Linked DNA regions of Arabidopsis thaliana: region 1 is linked to region 2. Evidence: chromatin contacts called from public targeted proximity ligation data. All regions are on one chromosome and are shown on one strand. The core of a region is the stretch at or near the end of the contact, and the rest is flanking DNA. Distances in the headings are between cores, read along the strand shown. Region 1 holds the start of AT3G26340 (N-terminal nucleophile aminohydrolases (Ntn hydrolases) superfamily protein). Region 2 holds the start of AT3G26240 (Cysteine/Histidine-rich C1 domain family protein).

Region 1 (6,388 bases), core at 8-2,507, 46 kb before region 2:
GTGCAATATTCTGGGTCATTCTTATTCTCGGCGGTCTTATCATCCTAATCGTTTACCTCGTCTACCGTCCTCGCTCACCTTACGTCGACATCTCAGCTGCTAACCTAAACGCTGCTTATCTCGACATGGGTTTTCTTCTAAACGGTGATCTAACCATTTTAGCAAACGTCACAAACCCAAGCAAGAAAAGTAGTGTGGAGTTTAGCTATGTGACATTCGAGCTTTACTATTACAACACACTCATAGCAACTCAATACATTGAACCTTTCAAGGTTCCTAAGAAAACGTCAATGTTTGCGAATGTTCATCTTGTGAGCAGTCAGGTCCAGCTTCAGGCAACGCAGAGCCGGGAGCTGCAGCGTCAGATTGAAACAGGTCCGGTTTTGTTGAACCTGAGAGGAATGTTTCATGCACGTTCGCATATAGGACCATTGTTTAGGTACTCTTATAAGTTGCATACTCATTGCAGCGTTTCATTGAATGGTCCTCCTTTAGGAGCTATGCGAGCTAGAAGATGCAATACCAAACGCTAGCGATTTTGCAATTGCGTTTGCTCATTTTTTTTCTTTTACCTTTTTTTGCCACTGTTAGAAATAATTAATCTTCTGTATTTATTGGTATTACAAGTCTACAAGAATCGTTAATTGTTTAATCATTTTTTAATTGCGTCGTTAGTTTTTGTAAACTAGAATGTTCCAAACTTAAGAGGCTGTTTTAAGACTTTTAACTTTATAAATTTCACACGGAAAGAGAAGAATACTATCTAATATTTAAGTTTAAGGAGGTGTTTATTAATTTTGAATGCACATAGGATTTGGAATGCCTTGTTGATTTTAAAACCAAACATTAACATTAAATTTTTTAACTTTTAGATATGAACCAAAAATCTTGATATGGTGCTATATGAGGCAATTTCTCTTGTATGTTTAACCATAAACATTTTAAAATCTGTTAAAGTCCAATGTAAAATCCATAAAAATTTGATTAAAATAACACTTTATTCCAACTAATAAAATAAAATAATAAACGAATAATACCTGATAAATTTGATCCAAATATTTTGACTTGTCTTACTAAATTTATTTGAATAACAAATGATTAATAAAAAGTTATATACCTAATATTCATATAACCAAGGAAATTAAAAAAAAAAAAAAAGAAGAAAAGGCCAATAATGGCCCATGAAGCCCAACATAATGAACACTGTTCTGTCTTTAAACTTAAGCGGTATGACCCGAAATGATTCAACCCGACCCGATCGCCCATATCTTGCCCCGTTCGCATTCGGTTTGCCCAGAGCTCAAGAAACATCCCTCCATAATTTGCTTCTCTTTTCTCCAATTCTCACACATTCTTCTGCTTCGTTAATTTTCTACTCGATTTCGCTCTTCAGGTATGTCTCAGGCCCCTAATTGTCGTTACTTTGACTTTACAATGAAGTATTAGGGTTTATGGTTTATACACACACGTACAAAAGTAATCTCGTGCTAGATCCGATTTGAATTGTGAAAGGAAGCTCTTTTTGTTAATACCCTGATTTGGGTACCTCTCAAGCTTCATGATTTTGCATAATTTTATTGAATAATTGTGGGTATTCGATGATTCTGTAGAAATTTGACAATGAAGCTTGACACTAGTGGATTGGAGACAACTATGCCTGTGATTGGCTTTGGATCAAACAGTGAGATGCTTGATGGGTTTTCGTCTGCACCTTCGTTTGATCTTCCTCGTACCACTGATGTGAGTTTTAGTTACGAAATTAGAGTTCTTTCGGATTCCAATATACTTTGATTTTGCTTTTATTTGATTGTGATATGTTGCTTTTGTTTGTTGTTGGTTTTTTAGTTTGATGGGTTTCAGAAAAAAGCTGTGGAGATGGTGAAGCCTGCAAAGGGTACAACTACACTTGCGTTTATCTTTAAGGAAGGTGTTATGGTAGCTGCTGATTCTCGAGCTAGCATGGGAGGATATATCTGTATGTTTCTCTTTTGTTATGTTTATTTCAGATTTCTGTTTGTGTTTTAGTTGTGAGCTCTCTAAAGGATCCTAAAAATGGAGAATGAGTTAGATTCTTGTTATAGAAATTTCTAATCTTTGTTGTGTTGGCCAGTGATACTGTACAGTAAAAGAAAGGAGAAATTTCTGTGATTGCTGATGTTTTGTTTGTGTTTTTCCATTCAGCGTCGCAATCTGTGAAGAAGATTATTGAAATTAATCCTTATATGCTTGGTACAATGGCTGGTGGTGCTGCTGATTGTCAATTCTGGCACAGAAATCTGGGAATTAAGGTACCCTAACGTTAGTTTTTGTTAGCTTTCTGAATTGATGATTGGGTCTATCAGTTATCTTCCTTGCTGTGGCAATCCGGTTACTTCTTACCTTCCCTTTGTTCATAACTTCATATAGCTAATGTATTGATATCCGAAAGCTGTTGAGTCATTTGTTAGAGACTTAAAAACGTTTTGTATCCGTCTGTTTCCTGGAATAAGAATAGTCTTTATTATCTGTTTGGTGACCTAAGAACGTGTGTCTCTTTCAATTTTAGTAATGTATTTTTCTGCGTGGTGTGGTGGCTTTAGCTTCTCAGTACTGTGAACTAAACATTTATATATCATTATGCATCAATCTTTTTGTTTTGAGTTGTTGTATTCAAGGGCATACAAATGGTTTCGTTGATTTCTTGTATCCAAAATCTAGTCCCAGTTTTATCCTAATAGTTTGATTGCTAACTTGTATACCAAATCTGGATTATGTTGAAACTATGACCCTGATAGAGAGTGTTTTATTTGTGTATCATAGTGCCGTCTACATGAGCTGGCAAACAAAAGGAGAATCTCTGTTTCAGGAGCTTCAAAGCTTCTTGCTAACATGCTCTATTCATATCGTGGAATGGGACTTTCTGTTGGCACAATGATTGCTGGATGGGATGAAACAGTCAGTACCCTAAACTTTATATCCTAACTGTTATTTCCTTCTCGGTCTGTAGTTTCACTCACCAAAGCGAAAGTCGAGATGCTAAAATTGTAATCTTTTTTGAAATAGGGCCCTGGATTGTACTATGTTGACAACGAAGGAGGACGGCTTAAGGGAGACAGATTCTCTGTCGGTTCAGGTTCACCATACGCTTATGGTGTTCTGGACAGCGGGTACGTATCTATTTCAAGATATCATCATTGCCCTACTTCTCTTTTAGTCAAAGCCCAAACCAAAACTAGATCTTGCTTTACTATTATAACCACTCAATCTTATGGTTCTTTTTTTGTTAACAGATACAAATTCGATATGTCGGTTGAAGAAGCCTCAGAGTTAGCAAGGAGATCCATCTACCATGCTACATTCCGTGATGGAGCTAGTGGTGGAGTTGCTAGCGGTAAAGATCAATCCTTACTTCTTCTGCCAATACATCATCATCTTGTGATCCTTTTCCTTTAAATTTTGTATTAAACTTTCTTAAATCTGTATGATCAGTGTACCACGTTGGGCCGCAAGGATGGACGAAACTCTCTGGAGACGACGTTGGCGAGCTACATTACCATTATTACCCCGTGGCTCCAATCACCGCGGAACATGTGATGGAAGAGGCTGCCGAATAAGTACTGTGATTCTTGTCTATCTTACTAAGAGTTTTATTACATCACTTATGTTTTGTTCATCAATGAACAGAATCATAGATTCAAGTTTCTTTTGTATTGCGAATGATGTAGACGTTAGTTTGGCCACAATGATCACGTTGCATAATAGATAACATAATAGATAACCTGTTTCTTTCTTCTTCTGTTTTTCAATTTGTTGTACAATGTAGATACACACAAGTATCCAAAATATGTCCCTTAATGCTTAACTACTTTTCAAGTGACTGTACAGAAGATAATAAATTATTACTTGTAGAGACCATAAAACTAATTCACTTGATTCATCATACGATACAAGTTACCAATCCAAACCGAATTTTTAGCTGCAATCAAAACCAAGTTTTGTTTGTGAATGTCTTTTGCTTACCACTTTTTTTTTTACAGTGTTGTACTATTTTCCGCGCTTTTTTACTGTTAATATGTTTTTAACCGTTTTAAGTCACATAGGACCCATGAATGGTATAGATTATAAAATACCATGTTCTATGGTGGTAGTTCAAATTTTAGAAAAAAGTAGCTAACTAGAAAACAATATCGTGATGTTTTTTTTTCCAATTATTATTTATCCAACTAAAGGTTTTATGGAAAAACCAAAGAAGAAGAAAATATGATGACATATAGCATCTAGTGATCCATGTGATTCATGTGAATGTCAGAATATCTTGGATTACCTAACCAATTCTATATTCATCATCTTTTTCTTCTGAAATAATGCTTTTAACAATTCAGAATTGTTAATTTTTGTAAACATATAGAGATTAATTAAAACGATCTTGATTTTTTTTATAGAAGCAATTAATCAAGAAGGTATGCTATTGAAAGATAGGCTTCGATTGGTGACTACTTTTTAGGAAAGGAATGGATAGGAACAACATGTTCCTTATTGTTCCTCTTTTCTTTACCATTCAACAGTAATTTTTTTTCCAAATTATAACATGTGGATCGTACACTATTCCTATTTATTCCTTATTTTTTGAGGAATCGAAGAAGAAAATTGTTCCTTCCGAAATTTGATGAGGAACAAACAGAAAAACAAATTAAACATTTATTAATTAAAACTTAAAAATTAAATTTATGATAACGTAGTAAACATAATTACTTATTGAATGTCAATGCATATACGTAGGATGAAAAATATTAAAGCCAAACATGATTACTTATATACATCAATTATAGTATGTGTGGAAGGAAAGGCACTGTCAAATTATGCTTGAACTCATTATTACAGAGCTAAAATCAAATGACCACTCACTATAATTACCATATTAGTTTCACGTAGTTTTGTAGTTCTTTTTATAAATTTTTTCAATTTGTTTAATATTTTATTTAGAAAAATAATTTATTTATTTTTTAATTTTTGTTATTATTTTGTATGTTTTGGTTATCATTTACAATAATATTTGTTCTATTTTGCCACTACACTCATTCCTCTTTATTTCTATTTTATTTTTTTTTTCTTTATTATTTTTTTTTAGTCATGTTCCTCTTCATTCCTTATATTTCTTTATAGGTCACCAATCAAACCTATAGATTAATTTGATGATCTCTTCTCACCTGAATTTTTTGGTACAAAAACTTCATCTATATGTGTATTTATGTATAGTAAATCAAATAAACTATTTTTTGTAAAGTTACTCAAATAAAAATTTAACCAACATTTTTGGGACGTAAGATTACAAGAATAGTCCTGCCAAATATGAACTATGAGGTTCAGTTTTTTTTGGTAATATATATATTTCTAAGACTTTAATAGACTTTAAAAAATTGTTTTATTTTACAATCACGTTTTGAAAACGGATTTTCTGGCCAATTATTTATTTTCTTTCCGTCGTAAAACGCTAGAGAAAAATATAAATAGTCCAAGGTCACCCACAATCGTCTTAAAATTATTATTTATACATGCAAATTGAGTTAAGTTATTATTTCTTTTCAAAAGTTTAGTAATAAAGATGTGTCAGAAATAATTGAAGACAACACTGAGCTTCAACATATAGTTGTCCCTTCATCAGTCATCAGATCAACAAATGGCTACTATTTGGTTTCTCCCACTTCTCTTTCTCTCTTGTCTTCTTCTTGCCGCTTTAAGACTCAAGAAGCGGCGGCAACATCAACGGAAACCACCGTCTCCACCGGGCTTTCCGATCATCGGAAACTTGCATCAGCTTGGGGAGCTACCACATCAATCTCTATGGAGTCTCTCCAAAAAATATGGTCCTGTAATGCTTTTGAAGTTTGGAAGTATCCCAACGGTTGTTGTCTCTTCTTCTGAAACAGCAAAGCAAGCTCTGAAAATCCATGACCTCAATTGTTGTAGCCGTCCAAGCTTAGCAGGTACCGTAACTCTCACTTAACACTTACTATTTTTTTTATATATTTTGTTTGTGTGCGTAGGATTAAAACAAAAGTCATATGATTATTTAGGACCAAGAGCGCTCTCTTACAACTACTTGGACATAGTTTTCTCTCCTTTTAATGATTACTGGAAAGAATTGAGGAGGATGTGTGTGCAAGAGCTTTTCAGTCCTAAACAAGTTCATTTGATTCAACCCATCAGGGAAGAGGAAGTCAAGAAACTGATGAATTCATTCTCGGAATCAGCTGCTCAGAAAACTCCGGTTAACTTGAGCGAGAAGTTAGCTTCTTTAACTGTTGGCGTGATATGCAAGGCAGCATTTGGTGTGAGTTTCCAAGGAACTGTGCTTAATAGTGACAACTTCGACAAGTTAATCCATGATGCATTTTTGTTCTTGGGGAGC
Region 2 (6,417 bases), core at 2,326-4,825:
TGCTTTCATCAGAAAACTATAACATGTTCTCTCTCAATCGAAAATAATACACAAAAGATCCTTAGGAAAAGAAAAATAAACATCATTCAACAGACAACAGATTTGACAAATTTCTCGTAAAGAATCGAACCTCCACGTTCAAGCTCCTCTAGTCCTCTCTCTTGTCTCAAGTATCCCTTCACATCAACTACACAGATAAATACATAAATACATAAATATTTTAGTTATTTTTTCTACATATTAAAATTAGGATGAATTAGAAAATAACTAAAAAAAAAAAATCCAATTAAATACATCATCTATATAAAATAACAAAGGGATTGTGACACGTTTAGGCACTTTTTGATAATATTATTCTTTTTGAGACACTTATGAGAGAGTGAGCACTTTGCCATCTTTTTGAGAGAAAATTGGACCAATTTACCCCTAAAGTAGTGATTACGCAATAATTTTAAACTCATTATTGTTGAGATCGTGTGGGTGAGAAATTATCTTCTTTTTATCATCTCTCTCTCTTCCATATTCTTTTGTTTTTCATCATTTTCAGTTCTCTCTTTCAAAATCATTGTTGTTCTCTATAATTCTTACAAAATCATGGTCGTTCCCATTAATTTTCTCTCCTTTCCATAAGAAATCACCAATCTTCATTATACCATATATAATCTCCTCATAAACTTTCGATTTGTCGTCTCCTCATAATCTCTTCATAATCTCTAAGTTTGAGATCCACGACAACAAACCCAGGAAGAAGATGATCATCATCCTTGCGATTCTCAGAATCCTCTAACAATAAGTTTCTTTGTTATTGTCTCTACTGATTTTTTCTGTTTATATCACCGTGAAATTCTAGATATTACGATGTTACAGAGATTAGAGGTCTTTGTTCATCGTGAATTTACTTGCGATTAAATCGAACAATTAGTGGATTAGGCTCTTATAGTTTGCTAGTCATGTTTTTTCTGAAAATATTGAAGTTATGGGTTTAATTTATTTGAAAACTGATAGAGAAGCCCAAGTTGATATATCGAACGTTGATGGATGTGTTTGGTAAATCTATGTTCGTGGATAAAAGTGTGTTTGTAGCTCGCTCTGCTTTTTTTATTGGTATGTGCATTATGGATGGCTTATTATGGATTGTGAATTATGGATTGTTATGGTGAGATTTGTGAATCTTTTCATGTTTGATTAATAGGTGAACAATCCCAAAAACAAGCTATATGTGGTGATTTTGTTACAATGATGTCCATATTAATTGGTGGTTACAGAACACTTGCTGCAAAGGCTACAGAACAGTGGCTGAAAAGCGGTGGATAGAGGACATTGACGAGTGTCCAAAAAATCAAGTCCAAATGGTCACCTAGTAACTCACATGTCGTTTCATATCAATGCACAAATTTAGACATGAACAGTAATCGTCGATAAAAAATTGTTGAGCTTTTGGAGTTCTTCCTCTATTTAACTTTTAGAGGTTCACTTCTCTTACATCTCTCATTTCTCATTAATGCTTTGCTTAACTCACTCATTTTAACACAAGCACAAAAAGAACCTTCACTCTCTTTCTCTCTAGTCTTTGGTTAGTTTCTTGTTTTGACACGAAGACATAAAACGATTAGTAAGAGAGAGAAAAGAGAAAACATTAGTTGTCAACATTTTTGTATTGGATCTAAAGATAAATTCTTATAACAAGACATACACACATTTGTGGATGGTTATAATTGTTAAATCCAACTTTTAATTTTACTGAAATTACAGAAGATCTCTACAAGGTCTCGAAGGCTCACGTTGTATCCATGAAGCTAAAGTTCATGAACCAAAATTAGCAAAGGCTGTCCACAACACTGACTGTCATTATGATGTGTGTCCACATATCCGACGTTTTATGGTAGAGTTTATATAGTATAGTATGAGAATGTATTAACCTTGTGGATGTAATTGTATGGTTAATTTTGTTCATTTAATAAGATTAACCAAATTAATTGGTCATGGTTTCCAAAATCATCTCGAATCCTTTGTAAAAAAAAACTAATCTGCGAAATATAAGTGAAGAGAATCAGAGCTAGATCCACGTTTGAGAGGATAACGTCCTCTTGACGGAGATATGATTGTTGGAGCGCCAAAAAGATAGGGTCTAGAACTTCGAGAGAAAGAGAGAAACGTAACTTGCCCAAGTGGTTACAATTTTGATGCGGTTGTTGAAATTCGGGAGAGGCTTCACGATCATGGAATCGAAATCGAAAGAGAGAATGTCGATAGCGTTGTTGTAATTTTCGAGGAAACTTCTGACGGAAATTCTGTGACCAGAGACTTTCACATGTTTTGGAATCAGATCCAGCAGACAAAGGTGGATTTGAGAATATATTTGAAAAAGATCTCGAGAGAGAAAGAAGAAGAGAAGCAATAGATTGTTGAGAGATAAGGAAGATGATGATAAACCTTAAAAGATTCAATTTTGAATATTAAGAGTGTCCTAAAAGATTGGATTTTTATTTTGGAAAGAGAGATGAAGAACAAGAGAGGCCAAAATTGTTTTTGTATTCCTAAAAAAAAAGATAACGAAGAGATATTACTAAGCAAAGGAAGAGATAGTTAGAGGGTAGTGATGTCAATTCACATCAAAAAAGTATCTAATGATTGTGAAGTGTCTAATTACGGCTAAACTTTCAGAAAAGTGCCTCAACACGTAATATTCTCAATAACAAATGCTAAAACAAATATCATTCAAATGCAAAATAAAAAAATAAACAGAACCTAACATTATTTTGGTTAGAACCATCAATTTTCTGATCGTAACAATTAGTGATGTGCTTTTTTTTAACATGTACAAACAATTTTATTGTCATTTATCTATTTTATTTTATTTGTTTTTGTCATATCACCTAAATACAGTAATCATTATTAATACTATTATGATAGAAACAAGTGAGAATAAACACAAATTAAGCGCTTTATATTTTTTAGCTGTCTATGTTAGCTGTCATATTAATTGCCATGACTTTGCCTTCTTTCTTCAATTGATAGTTTTGATACAATGAAATCAAATCTTCTTCCTTTTTTAGGGTATTTATTTTTGGTTATTTAAATTGTAAGAGAAGAACGCTTGCCTCTTAGAAGTTAGAAGAGTGAAGATAAAAAAATAAAATAAGGAAGTCGAAGTAACCAAACTAACATGGCCGGGACAATCGATATGAGTAAACAAAGACTAGCGACGTGAATCTAGAGAACTGTAAGAGTAATAATATATTCTTTCGCTGTATTCACACAAGCTTAAGAAACATTATTTTCTTTCGCTGTATTCACACAAGCTTAAGAAACATTATTTGAATAAGAAAATTACGCTTTAATCATATAATAGCTTGTCTAAATAGACGTGCAGAAGATAAATGTATTTTTATAATATTTAAATTTTAAATTTACACATTTTTAAAATTGATCTAATTTTTGTTTTTCTTTTAACCGGGACTGTAGTACGTGAATGAATTTACTTACTCTGTTGAACAACACGACGTGGTCGGCTCGTCTCGGATAAGATTGAGATTGTCTGTTTATAAATATTTGCAAAATATTACACAATTAGCATTCACAAACACAGAGAGCAACCATTAAGTTTCATTCATAGTGAAAATTCTCTCATCTTACTCTCACAATTTTCTCTCGGCAAGTCTCGATGGATCCGGAGGCGAAGCTCATACTACTCATCTTGAGATTCAATGCTTTGAAAAGCTATATAAACTCGGATCCAGAAGAGGTCATGTCAGTGATTAGTCAAATAATCTCTCTGGTTAAGTCAATGGTGACGGAGACGGAGACGGAGCTGATGTCACTCATCTCTGAAACAATCGATTTTTTCAAGGAGATGGATTTGGAGTCCCAGCCGAATTCGCTAAGGAAGCTCATATCACTCATTTCTCGAACGCATTTCGTCAACTCTTCAGATTGGGAGGAGCCGGTTCCGGAGTCTACGCTCATGTCACTAATCAAGGAAACATGGAGTATGAAGCCGCAGCCGGAGCTCATATCACTCATTCAGAAAATAATATCCCTCGTCGACAACTCTCCGGAGCTGAAGCTCAAATCATTCATTACTCAACTAATCTTTCTGGACGATAATTTGTCTGAGAGACTGAATTGGAATTACTCTCGGAGGTTCTTGTCACTCAGTAGATATATAATCTCTCTGGCCACCTCAGTGGATTGGAATTTGCAGCCGAAGCCCGAGTCGGAGCTCATGTCACTCACTAATCAATCTATCTCTGTCTTCAACTCTATGGATGTTGATTCTCAGCCCGAGCCCCTACGGAACCTCATATCACTCATATCACTCGCTTCTTTCAGATCCTCTCCCACCAACTTAAGATATTCGAAGCCGAACATGGTGGATATCTTGAACCTTTTTAAAGACAAGACGGTTGAGTTTGAAACGGGCTCACTTACGAAAAGAGTTGTATGGAAGTCTCTCAATAAGAAGCTTTTTCTACTGGTTACGGAAACATTGAGTCTCGACCCGGAGCCGAAGCTCATATCACTCATCCATCGTATATTCTCCCACGTCCTGTCTATGAATTCAAAGTGGAAGAATCTTATTTCCCTTTGCCCTCAAGTACAAGTCATATTGAAAAAGGGAAAATTTCATGTGATTGAACAAGGCTTATGGACCAGGAATCAAAAGTGGGACGATCCAGTGAGCGACGACGACTCAACTGAAGCACGAGTAGTCTCCTGGAGAAAGAATAAGTGGGACTGTCTTCCTTTTAACTGGGATAAGTTCATGTTAACTGAAGAAAAAGATGATACCCATTTTGTCTGCCGAGGTTGCTATGGAGAGAACCATGAAGATAATAGCAAGGCTCCGGTCGAGATCAAACACCCTCTTCATCCTAAACATTCTCTCCAGCTTGCCTTGTTCAATGATGACAAAACCAGGCAATGCTATTGCTGTCACGAACTTCTCCGTGACGATACCGCAAGTATGTTTTATTTTTGCTCTCCTTGCGATTTTGGGCTCAAGTTTACATGTGCCAAGAAATCACCAGTCTTGTCTATTGACCAACCCAAGTGGCATGAGCATACACTTGCCCTGTTTCCAAGTCAAGATCCCCAAACTTGCAGCCTATGCGCCTTGAAACATTCAAATTTGGTGTTCTATATATGTCCCCCTTGCGACTTTATTATCCATCAAAGCTGTTTCAGCTTACCTCATGTCATACGGATTTCTCGCCACCTCCATTGTATCTCTTTTACCCATTCTTTCCGAAAAGGAGATTGGATTTGTGGTGTTTGTCGCCGGAAGATTAACAATGATTACGGGGGATATCATTGCATCAAGAAAGGTTGTCTTTATGCGGTGCATTCAAAATGTGCCACTCAACCAAATGTTTGGGATGGTATAGAACGTGAAGGAGAGTCAGAAGAAGAAGTGGAAGAACTTGAGCCATTCCTGACGATAAGCGATGGAATCATACAGCATTTCAGTCATGAACATCATCATTTGACACTTGATGAGAACAACGGCAAAGATTACGACGAGAATAAGCTGTGTCAAGCATGCATCATGCCAATTTATTTTGGTAACTCCTACTCTTGTTTGCAATGTGATTTCATTCTACATGAAGAATGTGCAAATCTCTCTCGCAGATTACATCATCCAATACATCCACATCTACTCACTTTAATATCAGATAACCCTCTCAGAGATGTTGGGTCTTGGAATAATTCTGATCGTGATTACTGTTCAGCTTGTCCTTCGTTGTGTATATCTGGTTTCTTCTATAAGTGCAGTAAAATAGATTGCGATTTTAGGCTACATGTGCAGTGCGCCACAATTTCAGAGCCTTTACTTCATCCAAGTCATATGCATCATTTATTCCTAACATCCAAACCAAATGAGGAAAGAAACTGTTCGGTTTGCGCCAAAGCGCCAGGCGAGTACACCAAGGAAACCTTCAATTGCATTGAGGAGGAGTGTGACTATGCTTTGTGTTTCAAATGTGCTACTTTACCACAACAAGTGAGGTATAAGCATGATAAACACATACTCCCTCTTTCTTATGGGAAGAAGACAAGTGACATGACGTATTGGTGTGAAGCTTGTGAGGGAAAAATAAATCCAGAAGAAGGGTTTTATAGGTGTGATGAGTATTGTTGTGTCCACCTACACATTACATGTTTGCTTGGGAAGGACTTATACTTGAAGCCTCGTTCATCCTGGTCTCTCTCATGTGGAGCGCTATTGATTCTGCCTAACTATCTGTGGATGTCTCGACCTATTTGCTCCTCCTGTGGTAATCGTTGTCCTCAGAGAATATTTTTATTTTTACTCTCAGGTGCATCTTTCTTCTGTTCTGTGTATTGTATTCCCACGACGCGTGAACTGGGTTTCTTCCCGGGATTGGAAGCTGGCGAGTTAGCTCTGATACTTAG

Evidence for each region.
Region 1: a targeted proximity ligation map of shoot shows a contact between it and region 2, with 14 read pairs. A contact is called at or near these places in 15 of 26 Hi-C or Micro-C datasets (callus, cotyledon, leaf and 5 more), 2 of 2 datasets of targeted methods (seedling and shoot) and 2 of 3 other capture datasets (root and shoot).

Annotation. Positions count from the first base shown.
Region 1 is chr3:9,647,805-9,654,192 of TAIR10.1, reverse strand. AT3G26340 (N-terminal nucleophile aminohydrolases (Ntn hydrolases) superfamily protein) reads left to right here and starts at 1,257. Exons shown (of 8, transcript NM_113541.4): 1 at 1,257-1,393; 2 at 1,611-1,740; 3 at 1,846-1,975; 4 at 2,182-2,288; 5 at 2,800-2,934; 6 at 3,043-3,146; 7 at 3,270-3,370; 8 at 3,469-3,877. The coding sequence starts at 1,621. The coding sequence ends at 3,593. AT3G26350 (proline-rich receptor-like kinase) reads left to right here. Exons shown (of 2, transcript NM_001338797.1): 2 at 1-533. The coding sequence ends at 533. CYP71B37 (cytochrome P450, family 71, subfamily B, polypeptide 37) reads left to right here and starts at 5,535. Exons shown (of 3, transcript NM_113540.5): 1 at 5,535-5,963; 2 at 6,054-6,388. The coding sequence starts at 5,657.
Region 2 is chr3:9,604,351-9,610,767 of TAIR10.1, reverse strand. AT3G26240 (Cysteine/Histidine-rich C1 domain family protein) reads left to right here and starts at 3,575. Exons shown (of 1, transcript NM_113531.3): 1 at 3,575-6,417. The coding sequence starts at 3,665. AT3G26237 reads right to left here. Exons shown (of 6, transcript NM_001338794.1): 6 at 6,292-6,417. The coding sequence ends at 6,292.